Linked DNA regions of Sus scrofa: region 1 is linked to region 2. Evidence: chromatin contacts called from public HiChIP or PLAC-seq data. All regions are on one chromosome and are shown on one strand. The core of a region is the stretch at or near the end of the contact, and the rest is flanking DNA. Distances in the headings are between cores, read along the strand shown. Region 1 holds the start of GPR180 (integral membrane protein GPR180). Region 2 has its middle 14 kb from the start of TRNAF-GAA.

Region 1 (5,903 bases), core at 2,284-4,783, 56 kb after region 2:
TCATCTCCCAGCTCAGCAGTGCTTGGGCACCGTAAAGCGCCAGGTTGTAGATCGTAGGAAAGTTCCACTGCGACTTTTTGCGACGCGCCTCGCTCCTCCCACTCATTAATAGGTCAGGCAGCAGCCACTTCCGGAGCGTGTCCCCGCCCACTGGAGGGCTGGGCGGGGCTCTCGAGTGCGCGGGCTGCGCGGCGCCACTGCGCAGGTGCAGCTCTTCTCTGCCAACACCTGGCGAAATAGGACTAACTCGGATGGCTGGGAATAAAACGTTTCAGGGCAAGTGTCACCAGCGTGGATTAGGCTTTACTTAGTTACACAGATGGTCAGGTTTAGGAATGATTACCTTTTTTCATTCTTGAACTACAGCGATCCCCACAGATTACTCTTTGGTTGAACAGAGAACTCCAGGTAGTTCTCTTCTTGCAAAGTTGAAGACGGAAGGTTGAAATTGCAAAATGGCCTTTTACGTTGTCGTTGATATTATTACAGACAGTGCAGGCTGCCTGCACTACATCATGGTAAAGATGTTCCCTAGATCCTACTCTTAGATCTTTTCCTACTATTGTTCCTCTTGCTCACTCTGCCCCCACCTCCATGCCCTCGTTGCTTTTCTGTGATTTTCCCAGGCTTCTCTTGGGCTTGGATATCCTTTCCCCAGATGCCTGCCTAGTTTTTACCCTTAAGGTCGCAGCTTGAATGCCACCCCAGTGGATAGCCCCTTCTTGACCACTCCAGTTAAAACAGCAAGCTGTACCCGAGCCCCGCCCAGCCATTTTACTGTTCTTTATTTAGCTGTCTTCAACATCTATGTTGAATTGCTCATTGTTACTGCTTCATGAGGGTAGGAGCTTTGTTTTGCTTCCTTCTACTATCAAGACTCCAGGACCAGGCCCGGTGGAGAATAAACCAGCAGTAAGTATTGTTTATTCAGATGAATAAATATCTCGGGTTTTTGTTTTCCACATGGTGTGTTGGCAAAGCCCAAGAAGAAGGGGACTATCCAGTATATGTGAAAGTGTCATTTGTTAACAACCATTTTGGGAGGCCAAATGGTTACATGAACAAAAAGTTCAAATGTCCCTACAGTTTATGATACTCCATGAGGCATAATATAGATAATTGCAGAAAAACGTATGTTCATTGTTATATTGCTTCTAATGATGAAAAACTGTATACAATTTAAATGTCGGAGTTCCCGTCGTGGCGCAGTGGTTAACGAATCCGACTAGGAACCATGAGGTTGTGGGTTCGGTCCCTGCCCCTGCTCAGTGGGTTAACGATCCGGCGTTGCTGTGAGCTGTGGTGTAGGTTGCAGACGCGGCTCGGATCCCGAGTTGCTGTGGCTGTGGCGTAGGCCGGTGGCTACAGCTCCGATTCGACCCCTAGCCTGGGAACCTCCACATGCCATGGAAGCAGCCCAAAGAAATAGCAAAAAGACAAAAAAAAAAAAAAAAAAAAAAAGTCCACTAGTATGATCTCACTTTTTAAAATAGAATGGACTAATTTATAGCCTTTGAAAAGAATGTACCAAAGTGGAATGAGGACCAAAATATATTGTAGTGGATACTTGCAGTTTTATCTGATCAGACTTCCCTACCCTTTATGATCTCCACAAGTTGACCCAATCAGGCAGACCACAGGATGTGCATCTGACACACAGTAGGTCTACTGAATCCTCCTCCTGAGATTTGGAATTGCACTAAGGATTTAGTATAGTCTGGTTGCTCTTCTTGAACTCCAAGGACCTATAAATTTGGGACTTGTTTGTAGCCGTACTCATTCAAATGAGGTGAGGAATCAAGAAACCTGTCTTCAGTGAGACAAAAAACAACGTTGATTATGAAGACAAGAAAGAGAAGAAGCCTCAAGTACTCAAGGCCCAAGTTCTGATTTTTTTTTTTTCAGGGCCAATTTTATTCCTGACCTTGGTGAGATACCATATATTTGTAAATGCATGATGCAAAGTATCCATCCTAAACTATTAACAAGGAATAACTTTGGGTATCAGTATGAGCAGGGAAAGGAGGAAACAAGGACTTCCATTTTTACTTCATACATTTTTTTCCTAAACTGTAAGAATTACTTTTATAATTTGAAAAGTGCTATTTTAAAAATTATTTTTAAATAATATTAATACATCCAGTTTATTCCTGGTCAGCCAGAGATATTGAAAATGCCGGGCACATGAAGTGTTCCCTAAAGATTTCTTTTTCTAAATTTTGAGGTCTGTTGTGAGACCTTGCCTATATGTAACAAAAGCTTGTGTTCAAGTGAAAATTAATTCATAAACATCTATTCATGAAATGATTTTGAGTTTCTACTTTCATCAAGACAGGCATAGTCGTCTAAGCTGTGATGAGCTGGAGCTTACAATATGGTAAGGGATACAGATACACACTTGCAAGACAGTATGGTAAGTGCCCTGGTAGGGCAGTAAGAGAATCTGATTCTAACACAGATTTGAGGGTTTGAGAAAGGCTTCTTAACCTTAAGCCTTGGGAAAGAAGAGTAAATTAGGAAAGTGAGATGATGTGGGGGTTGAATGGTAGATAATGTTAAGTGTTCTAGCCATAGGGATAGGCAAGTGCTACAAGTCCAGGGGGAAGAACTTGCAGTGTGTTTAGCGAACTGACAGTGGCTCAGTAAGGATAGACATTAAAAACAGATGGAAATTTGAGAGACTTGAAAGTCCTGTTCTAAAGAGTTAGGGTTGTGTCCTGAGGCAACTGAGAGCCTTTGAAGGAAAGTGATGCAGTCACACTGCATTTTCCAAAGCTTTCTGTGGCTCTAGGGTATAGATGGACTGTGTGTAACCACTTGGAGAAAATTACTGTTGTCAGATCAGTTGCCATAGGCCAAGTAAATGATGGTAAGCTGGTGGCCTGGATGGGATTGTGGCCGCCACTTCTTAACCTAACTATCCAGAAGAGGCGCCAATAAGCTGTTTCACGGAATTGGATAGATGTAGGGATGTAAGGGGTAGGGTCTGGGGTGTGTCCCACCAATTCTCAGCTGTCTCCTCTGCTGGATGATGGCATAACGCAAGAAGACAGGAAACCTAGAAGGGAAAATCGGTTGGTGCCGAGAGACCACGCGTTAAATTGTAGACAGGTAGAGTTAAGTGTCTTGGAGACATTAAAGTGGAAACGTCCAGTGAGTTACATATGCGCTTTTCTGGAGTATTCCTCTCCACCAGAAATGGTGCTGTTGTATGTCTTTTTTAGTTTTTTTTTTTTTTTTCTTTTTCCGAATCCCGCACATCCTTGAAAGATCTTTTAGCCCCGGCCAGCGCGCCTGCGCATGTGCAGTGGCACCAAGCGCCGGGCGAGGAGGAGGGCAATCATTTTTCCGTAACATGAAGCAACATCCTCCCGGTTTCTCCATAAAAAAGGCGGGAACTAGCCTAGAGGCTGGGGAGTGATGGGACGCCCGTTTCTGCACGCCCCGCCCACTTCAGCATCTGATTGGCGAATATCTTTGGCTCGTGGCGGAGAGGTCCTTCTGATTGGCTGGCAGTCTCCAGGGACGGGCCCGCGGCGCCGGTCCTGCTCTCTTCGCCCCCCACCCGGGAGCTGTCGACGTGGGGCTGCGGCCGCAGGCTGTCAGGGGTCTGGGTGTGCCTGCCGAGCGGGAGGAGGGGATGGGGGGGCTGCGGCTGCTGGCGGTGGCTCTCACCTGCTGCTGGTGGCCGCAGGGCAGCCAGGGTAAGACCCTGCGGGGCAGCTTCAGCAGCGCCGCGGCCCGAGACGCTCAGGGCCAGAGCATCGGCCACTTCGAGTTCCACGGTAGGTGCGGGGGCGAGGAGAGGGGTAAAGGCGTGTGGGCCCACCCCGCGGGCCCCTCCCTTCCCGCCTCGCGTGGGGAGCCTGGAGCCGGCAGCGATGAGGCCGGAGACTTCACCCAACTCACCCGTGCTTCCCGCTCCCGCATTACCTGCAGCCACCCCCACCGTAGCTCCTCGCAAGCGTGGCGTGCATTTATTGCCAAGCCCTCTGTTGCTGTTCCCCAGATCCTTGTCAGTACCCTCCCCCCATTAGTGGCTGTATTCTGCGCCTAAAAGACCCTTTCCCCCAATCCCCTCCGTACTAACGAATGTGCAGATGACTCCCCTGCTGCATGTTTCCAGATCTTTCCCTCCAAGCATCATTTGCTCACTCCTGTCTCAGCCTCATTGTATACGCTAAGGCACCGTAATTACGTGTGACTTGAAGTCCCAGAACTTAGATTTGCTAGGTTTTGTTGTTTTTAAGATAAATTTGCTAAAACCTACTTGCAGCAGAGAGGTTTTGGAAACCAAATAAAAATTTGGTATCTCGTCACAAGTGCCAGAACCGTTTGGTTATGTCCCTACTAAAGGAGTAGCTTTACCATGGACCACGAGGCCTAGAACTAATTTGACAGAAATGCATGCAAGTGTGCCCTGGAAGCTTCATCGTTTGTATCCACGGTGGTCCTTCTGAAATTAGATTGCATTTGATTCTTCCCTTCTAGGTCTCCCGCAAAAATCCATAATTGTTAAATGAAAGAATCTGCATTCATTCTCCACTTTATTTATTTGCACCCTCGAGATTGGAGTGTTGTTCTTGGTACATATTCTTGGTACTTTTAATTTGACTACTACTGTATTTCAAAATAATTATTTGCCTTGGTGAGGTTTTAGGATCCTATAAAGATCCCATAGGGTCTTTAGCATTAGAAGATGCAAGATCAGAGTATTATCCTAGAGAGGATCCTTAGGAGAGTATAATAAAAGTGAGAAGCTAAATGGTTGGGAAAGAAATTGAAAGTCTTGAATTACAGAATTGTTGGTATGAAGGTAGAAGAAACTGAATTTATTATTTTTAATCTGAAGTTTTAAAAATAACTGAGAAAAGGAGATATAACCCATTTTCCAAAATCCAATGTGAAATAGACCTTGGGTGAATGAAGAAGAAACTCTAGAAAGAGTTCAATTTTTTATTTTTTTTGGTAATATTTTCAGTTTCCGAATCAACTGGCTGTAATTATGACCATTGACAGGGATAGTAATGTCACCACAATGAATGGCACAATCTGGACAGCCCTAGAAAGTTTGGCATGTATGGAAGCTGTCACTTGACTTGTTTCTCATGACTTGCAGTCAGGCTTAGACAACACCGATATTTCATAATAATTAAATGACAAACACAAAGGAGAACCATGTAGTAAATCCAGATTTCTCAGGAAAGGTTGAGGAATACCGTGTTCAAGTATATTAACATACACACTTTTCTCTGTGTGTATATTTTCCTGATACCAATTTTCAATGAATTAGAATTCAGTGCTAAACTATATACCGTACTGAAATAATGAGCTCTAAATCAGAATGTGATTTTTAGATGTTATTAGGGCCTTGGAGTCCCTTTTAAAGCTGTTGCTAATTTATAATATAATCAGTTTATATAGGAGACTTAGACATTTTGTGATGCATACTATACATTTAAATTTATTTAAAATGGTTTTTGTTGTTGTTTTGTCTTTTTGCCTTTCCTAGGGCCGCTCCTGCAGCATGTGGAGGTTCCCAGGCTAGGGGTCTAATTGGAGCTGTAGACACTGGCCTCCACCACCAGAGCCGCAGCAACGTGGGATCCGAGCCGGGTCTGTGACCTACGGCAATGCCGGATCCTTAACCCACTGAGCAAGGCCAGGGATCGAACCCGCAACCTCATGGTTCCTAGTCAGATTCGTTAACCACTGTGCCACGGCGGGAACTCCGAATTTGTTTAAAATGTTTAATCCAAAGTGATAATAGTAAAATAAAAACAACAATAATAGGAGGATAAACACTCTTTAGCTGGAAAAAACAGTCCCCTGCTCACCCAGAGTCCCTTTCCCTAGAGACAGCTACTTTTTGCCATTTCTGTTCTAGTCCTTAAATGCACTTG
Region 2 (5,849 bases), core at 1,636-4,135:
CGTGGAAAAGACAGGTTTGACCATCTTATGCCTATGCTTAAAACTAAATATCTGGATAGATTCCAGCTCCTTGCAGGATAAAGTCCCAAACCCTGGCATGGACTCGAAGCTCCCCCGCCCCCCCGCCCCGTGATGTGTCCTCCTCCCCTCCCTGCAGTTTCTTCTTGCCTCGTGCTTCTCTCTCATCTCTAAGTTTCAATATTGCTGATCTTACTTCAATTCTAGAATGCATCAAATTCCTTCGAGCTGCTGCGGAGTCTTTGCCCACACTTTCCTGATTGGCTGACAGGTCCTTTCTCCTTTGCCCCATCGATACTTCCTCCCCTAATCTGGTTATTTCTTGGTCCTAAGCAGCTGCTTATTCAATTTGCATGACAGGAAAAATCTAGGAGTTGGGGACATAAAAGATGAGCCCTGCCTGCTTTTGCACCCAAGGAGTCCACCTCTGGGCACTTGTTCAATCTCATCGAACGGGGAGTTCCTGTTGTGGTGCAGTGGAAATGAACCTGAGGATGCGGGTTCAATGCCAGGCCTCACGCAGGGGGTGGGGGATCCAGCGTTGCTCTGAGCTGCGGAGAGGGTTGCAGACGCGGCTCAGATCCTATGTTGCAGGTGGCTGTGGTCTAGACCAGCAGCTATAGCTCTGATTCAACCCCTAGCCTGGGAACTTTCATGTGCCAAGGATGCGGCCCTATCAAGCTGGGGGCGGGGGGAATCTCATCTAACATAATCCCATCTCAGAGAGAAGAAATCACTTTACATCAAGAGGCATATTGAGACACATGGCTAAGAAATTTACAATGGAAAGAGTTGTTTGAATCATGACCCCGGGAATCTGCTGTGTGGGTTCTGTCTTGCTCAAGGGAACGTCATCAGGAGGTGGGTAGGGGCTGAAATCCACCCACACTTGACTTGCCAAGCTACGTGTCTATGGAAACGGCATCAGCTGGAGATGTGCCTTTCCTGATGTGTACACAGTGGGGCAGGGACTAGTGGTTTCCTTCCCAACGATGTGGGCTCTTGGTGATGCCCGTGGTGCCCAAACAAGTGCAATGGCCTGAAAGCCAAACAGTGAAGGACCCAAGGAAAATTCACTGCTTGTGGCAGATCCATGGAACAACTCAAACAGTTAACTGTGAGGGCGAACAGAAGAGAAGATCTAAATTCCAACTGAGTTCTAAGACGGCAATTAAGAACATCTAATAGAATCTGTAAGTGGTTCCTATCTGACTTTAAGATGCCTCTCAGAAGTCAAGAAGGGTCAAACGGGGCCTCCAAACACAAATCTTGCCGTTTAACATCCCCAATAATCTCAGCATTAACCCCTCAACAGCTTTCAGATACCGCAGGACTGGCTGCAAAATTAAAATTAGAATCAATACAATGAACACTCAGTATGTAAAACAATTCAAGGCTCTATTGCAGCCTGAGGTTTCATTTAAGCCCTCGGAATAAAAAGAAAAGACAACCCTTTGTTCTCTCCGTTTCACAATCCTGCAAAAGGCCTCTTAGCCAAAATAGCGCCTCTAATCTTTAAGTTTTAATTAGCTGCCCACGATTCATAAACTATCAGGAATTAAAATGCTGATACCTCATTCTCCCGAGAAATGGCACACAATTAACCTCTTTTTTCTGGTCAAAGACAGACGTTGACAAAGGGTAATGACAAAATTAATCTCTTTGGGTGGGGAGGCCTGCCACGGCGCTGGGAAAGGGCCCCTGGTCCCGGTCCGCCTCACAAGGGAAGCTCCTGGAGCACACGGGGAACTCAGATTCCTGAGGAGAGCCTTCGGGGTGCACAAGTCAGATCCCCAGGCCATCTCGGGCCCCCAAACCTTACAAAAACGTTAAACAATTCCCCAGCTAGTCAACCTAACCTCCCTCGTTTGTTTTTTTCTCTCTCTAAAAACAGATAGATTCGTAAGGGCTTTGAATAACATCCAAAGCGCTGGCTCTCCACGGAGGTGGGAGAAAAGGCCAAGAAACGCACACCTTCCCGGCATAATCTCGAGATCAAACATACGACCGGCAGGAAAGTTAGATGGAGCTGCTGGTATTCAGCTTATGCTTTTCTAGAATAATTTTCCCCCCTGCCAAAGGTAGACCCTGCTTTTTTTCCCCTGAGGGCAGTTCTCATGGTAAGCAGATTTTTTTTTTTTTTTTCCCTTTTTAAGGCCACGCCTCTGGCCGATGGAAGTTGCCAGGCTAGGGGTCAAATCGGGGCTGCAGCTGCCAGCCTACACCACAGCCACAGCAACGTCAGATCTGAGTCACATCTAAGACCTACACCACAGCTCCCACTGGATCCTAATCCACTGACCGAGGCCACGGATGGAACCTGAGTTCTTGGGGACACTAGTTGGGTTCTTAACCTATCAAGCCACAATGGAAATTCCAGTAAATATTTAAATAGGACAAGTCATAGCCATCAAAATGTAGTGGAAAGCTCATAGAGACAAAATTGAGTCCCAAACCTTTCAACATATGCTCTCAATGAGGATAGGAGGCGGTGATGGGTAGGCTGGAGGCTGTGGAGTCCATGTGCCCGCTTTCAAACCCCAGCATGGCGACTCACTGGCTGTGTGATCTGGGGCAAGCTGTTGAACCTCCCTGAGCTTTTGTTACCTATCTCTAAACTGAGGACAAAAACGTGTGTGGTGAGGATGAAACAGAACCTGGCTCTTCACACAACTGCTCATTAAGATGAACTGCTGCTGTTGTCACCAGAGGAACCCAGATACCTTTTGCAAGTACAAAAAAGAGAAGGATGCTGTTTCCTGTTCAGAACCCTTGCGTAATTCCAGTTGCTGCTCTTTGTTTTTCAGCTTTATGGAGAAGTAATTTGCATACCACTCAATGAACTCATGTAAAGTGTCCACTTCCATGTCTTTCAGCATATTCAAGAGTTTCACAACCTTCACCACGATCAGCTTTAGAACAGTTCCCGCACCACACAAAATCCCTAGATCCACTGGCTGTCACTCGCCAATCCCTCCATTCCTCCCAGCTCTAAGCAACCACTAATCACCTTCTATCTCCGCAGATGTGCTTGTTTTGGATGTGTCATATGAACTGAATCACAGAATATGTGATCTTTTTGTGACTGATTGCATTCACTTAGCATAATGTTTTCAAGGCTCATCCGCGCTATAGCCTATACCAGGACTTCATTTCTTTTTATGGCTGAATAATATTCCATGGCATGGATATACGACATTTTGCTTATCCGTTGCTCTTATTCTTTGATGGAGTCATTGTAAATTCAGTGCTAAATAATAAAAGCATCATAACACATAGTACCAACCATCACCAACACATCCTAGCCCACAGGTGGGTTGGCACACATGACTTCCTTTGAACATGAATGGCTGTATCTGCAGCTCACAGCAATCCTGGGTGGTAGGCATTGTTTAACCTGTTAGAAATAAGCCCAAAGTAATCAGACACCTCAGCAAAGGGGACAGAGCCATGCAGTTATCTGAAGAGCTGGAACTCAAAGTCAGACCTTCTGAACAGAGTTCCTGATTCTGCTGAGCTGCAGTGAGCCAACCTGTCACACAGCAATGGGTGTGTGGAGGTCGAGTGTTAGGACACACTTTCTGTGCCCTGGAGGGAGCTGAGAGGAGATGTTTCCATAATCTCTATTTGTCCCCAAATGCAGCCGCCACCACTACCACCACGGAGCCGGGGTGGGGGAATCTTAGCTTTCTGACTTCAAAGTGAATACATCGAAGCTTCCACAGGGGTTGACCCAATCATTGGGGAAGCAAAACCACAGTTCTTTCGTTAAACAGTTCCATTGTCATAAGCCCTGGCCAAGCCCCTAGTTGAGATATTACAACTAGGCCATTTCTAAGCAGGCCCCACTGCAAGCTCACACACACCTTGGCTCTGGTCCCACAGCCTCATGCGGGATGGCAGGCAGGGATCAGCTCCTTCTTCTGTATTTATTACATCCCTCGTTGAACCCCCTACGCTTGGTTGCAAACACGCACAACAGCCTGCTCCCTCCTATTTCATAAATTTTCCTGCTCCTTCGGCTGGGCAAAAATGACCCCAAATTGGAATTCCCATTGTGGCTCAGTGGTTAATGAATCCAACTAGGAACCATGAGGTTGCGGGTTCGATCCCTGGCCTTGCTCAGTGGGTTAAGGAGCCAGCGTTGCTGTGACCTGTTGCGTAGGTTGCAGACACGGCTCGGATCTTGCCAGTGGCTACAGCTCCACTTTGACCTGTAGCCTGGGAACCTCCATATGCCACGGGAAATGGCCCTAGAAATGGCAAAAAGACCAAAAAGAAAAAAACCCAAATTATTTTACTTTTCAGAAAATGTTCTAAAAACTTCACTTTTTCCATCATTTTTCATTTCCCTCAAGCCCAAAACAAAGTGATGTGTCAACGATAACCATTCATGGACCCAACTGTCATGTGTACCAATGTGTATATACAAAAGCTGGAAACATTCTGGAAGAAGGGGAGGGAGAAGAAAAAAACAGGGGTACAACCCACCTGCAGATTTAAATTCAGTAAAATGAACTGACAACTCCTCCTTTATACCTGGACAAGATGATCTAGACTGTTCTATCCAGGAAAAACCTTCAGCTGCAAGACACAAAACCAGCTGGGACTGGCTACAGAAGGGTGGAAGCTGTAACCAAGAACTGTCAGTTGCTCACTTCTCTCAGAAACTGTAGTCAATCCAGCAAAGCTCATCCTGGGCACAGGAAGTTCAGCGGGCTATAGCACCTTCCGAATGGCTCCATAATTAGAAGCATCGCTGCACGAAGCATGCCAGGATGCAGAGAGACACTGCATGCATGGCCTTGGGTCTGCTCAAGACGAGAAGGGTGTGGGGCTGCAGGGAATCCTGGACCAGGGCCAGCCTTTGACCTTCACCACAGTCAGCCGCTCAGGCCCTCGCTGGAGCCACGTGCCAGTGGCCTTGGGGCCCTTCAGCCACCTGGGCTCACAGTCCTGGGCACTGAGGTGGGAGAGCACCCACTGAGCCAGCATCACGGAACTGCTCTGTTCTCTCATCCTTGATGAAAAAAGGAAGACTGTGTTCCATTTGAAGCTCCTGGACAGAGCCAGTTGTTTTCTCCCCCAAGGAATAATGGACTCTCCTCCTGGTTCATCCTCAGTGGTTGTCTTTGGAGAACCCCAGCAGGGCTTCGTGATGGATGGAATTTTACTCCTCCCAAATATGTACGCTGAAGTCCTAACCCCCAGTATCTCAGCATGTGATCCTGTTTGGAAATAGGGTTGTTGCAGATGTAAAAAGAGGTCACTGGAGTGGGCACCAACCCAATACGATTGGTGTCCTTATAAAAAGGAGAAGTTTGGACAGACACACAATGCTGGATCCTCTTACCCAACTGTACCAGGTCATATATCGAACATGCACCTTTCAGCGACCAGAGCCTCTGCAGTCGGATTCTTAACCTGCTGTGCCAGGCAGGAACTCCCAGACTTTGTTTTGCTTGCATATCTTAGCAATTTAATGATCCACGGCCATCCATTTCCATGTGGGAGAAACTATTATTATGATTATTGCACGGCAAATAAGCACTAATAATACATTTCTAAGTGGCACAGCCCGGCTCAGGTTGCCCTCTTTGATGGCAAATACCTTCCGCCACCCCCACAGAGGCTCTATGGCAAACTGAAGTCAATTCAGCCTTTCAGCAGGCATCTCAAAGAGGCATTATCTAGAAATATTATTGAGACAGAATACTAACTCATGTAGTTCGTATAGGAACATGGGCTCCTGGAGTTCCCATCGTGGCTCAGTGGTTAGCGAATCTGACTGGGAACCATGAGGTTGCGGGTTTGATCCCTGGCCTTGCTCA

What was found. HiChIP or PLAC-seq counts read pairs in DNA pulled down with a chosen protein or histone mark.
Region 1: a contact with region 2 is called in an H3K27ac HiChIP or PLAC-seq map of alveolar macrophages. The contact joins the promoter of GPR180 here to the enhancer-like site in region 2. A contact is called at or near these places in 1 of 5 promoter capture datasets (liver), 12 of 47 Hi-C or Micro-C datasets (alveolar macrophages, blood, embryonic fibroblasts and 5 more) and 2 of 2 datasets of contacts at active chromatin or transcription factors (alveolar macrophages and skeletal muscle).

The regions. Positions count from the first base shown.
Region 1 is chr11:63,716,517-63,722,419 of Sscrofa11.1, forward strand. It overlaps GPR180 (integral membrane protein GPR180), which reads left to right and starts at 3,534. Exons shown (of 12, transcript XM_021065784.1): 1 at 3,534-3,785. The coding sequence starts at 3,641. It overlaps TGDS (dTDP-D-glucose 4,6-dehydratase), which reads right to left and starts at 98. Exons shown (of 12, transcript XM_003131048.5): 1 at 1-98. The coding sequence starts at 4.
Region 2 is chr11:63,661,071-63,666,919 of Sscrofa11.1, forward strand. No RefSeq gene overlaps it. Among named protein-coding and RNA genes, the nearest start is that of TRNAF-GAA, 14 kb to the right of the region's middle. Within about 2 kb of position 2,886, at least 1 of the 83 cell types and tissues checked has an H3K27ac peak or open chromatin away from gene starts, as enhancers often do. A contact at or near this core is called in alveolar macrophages, where this site is marked.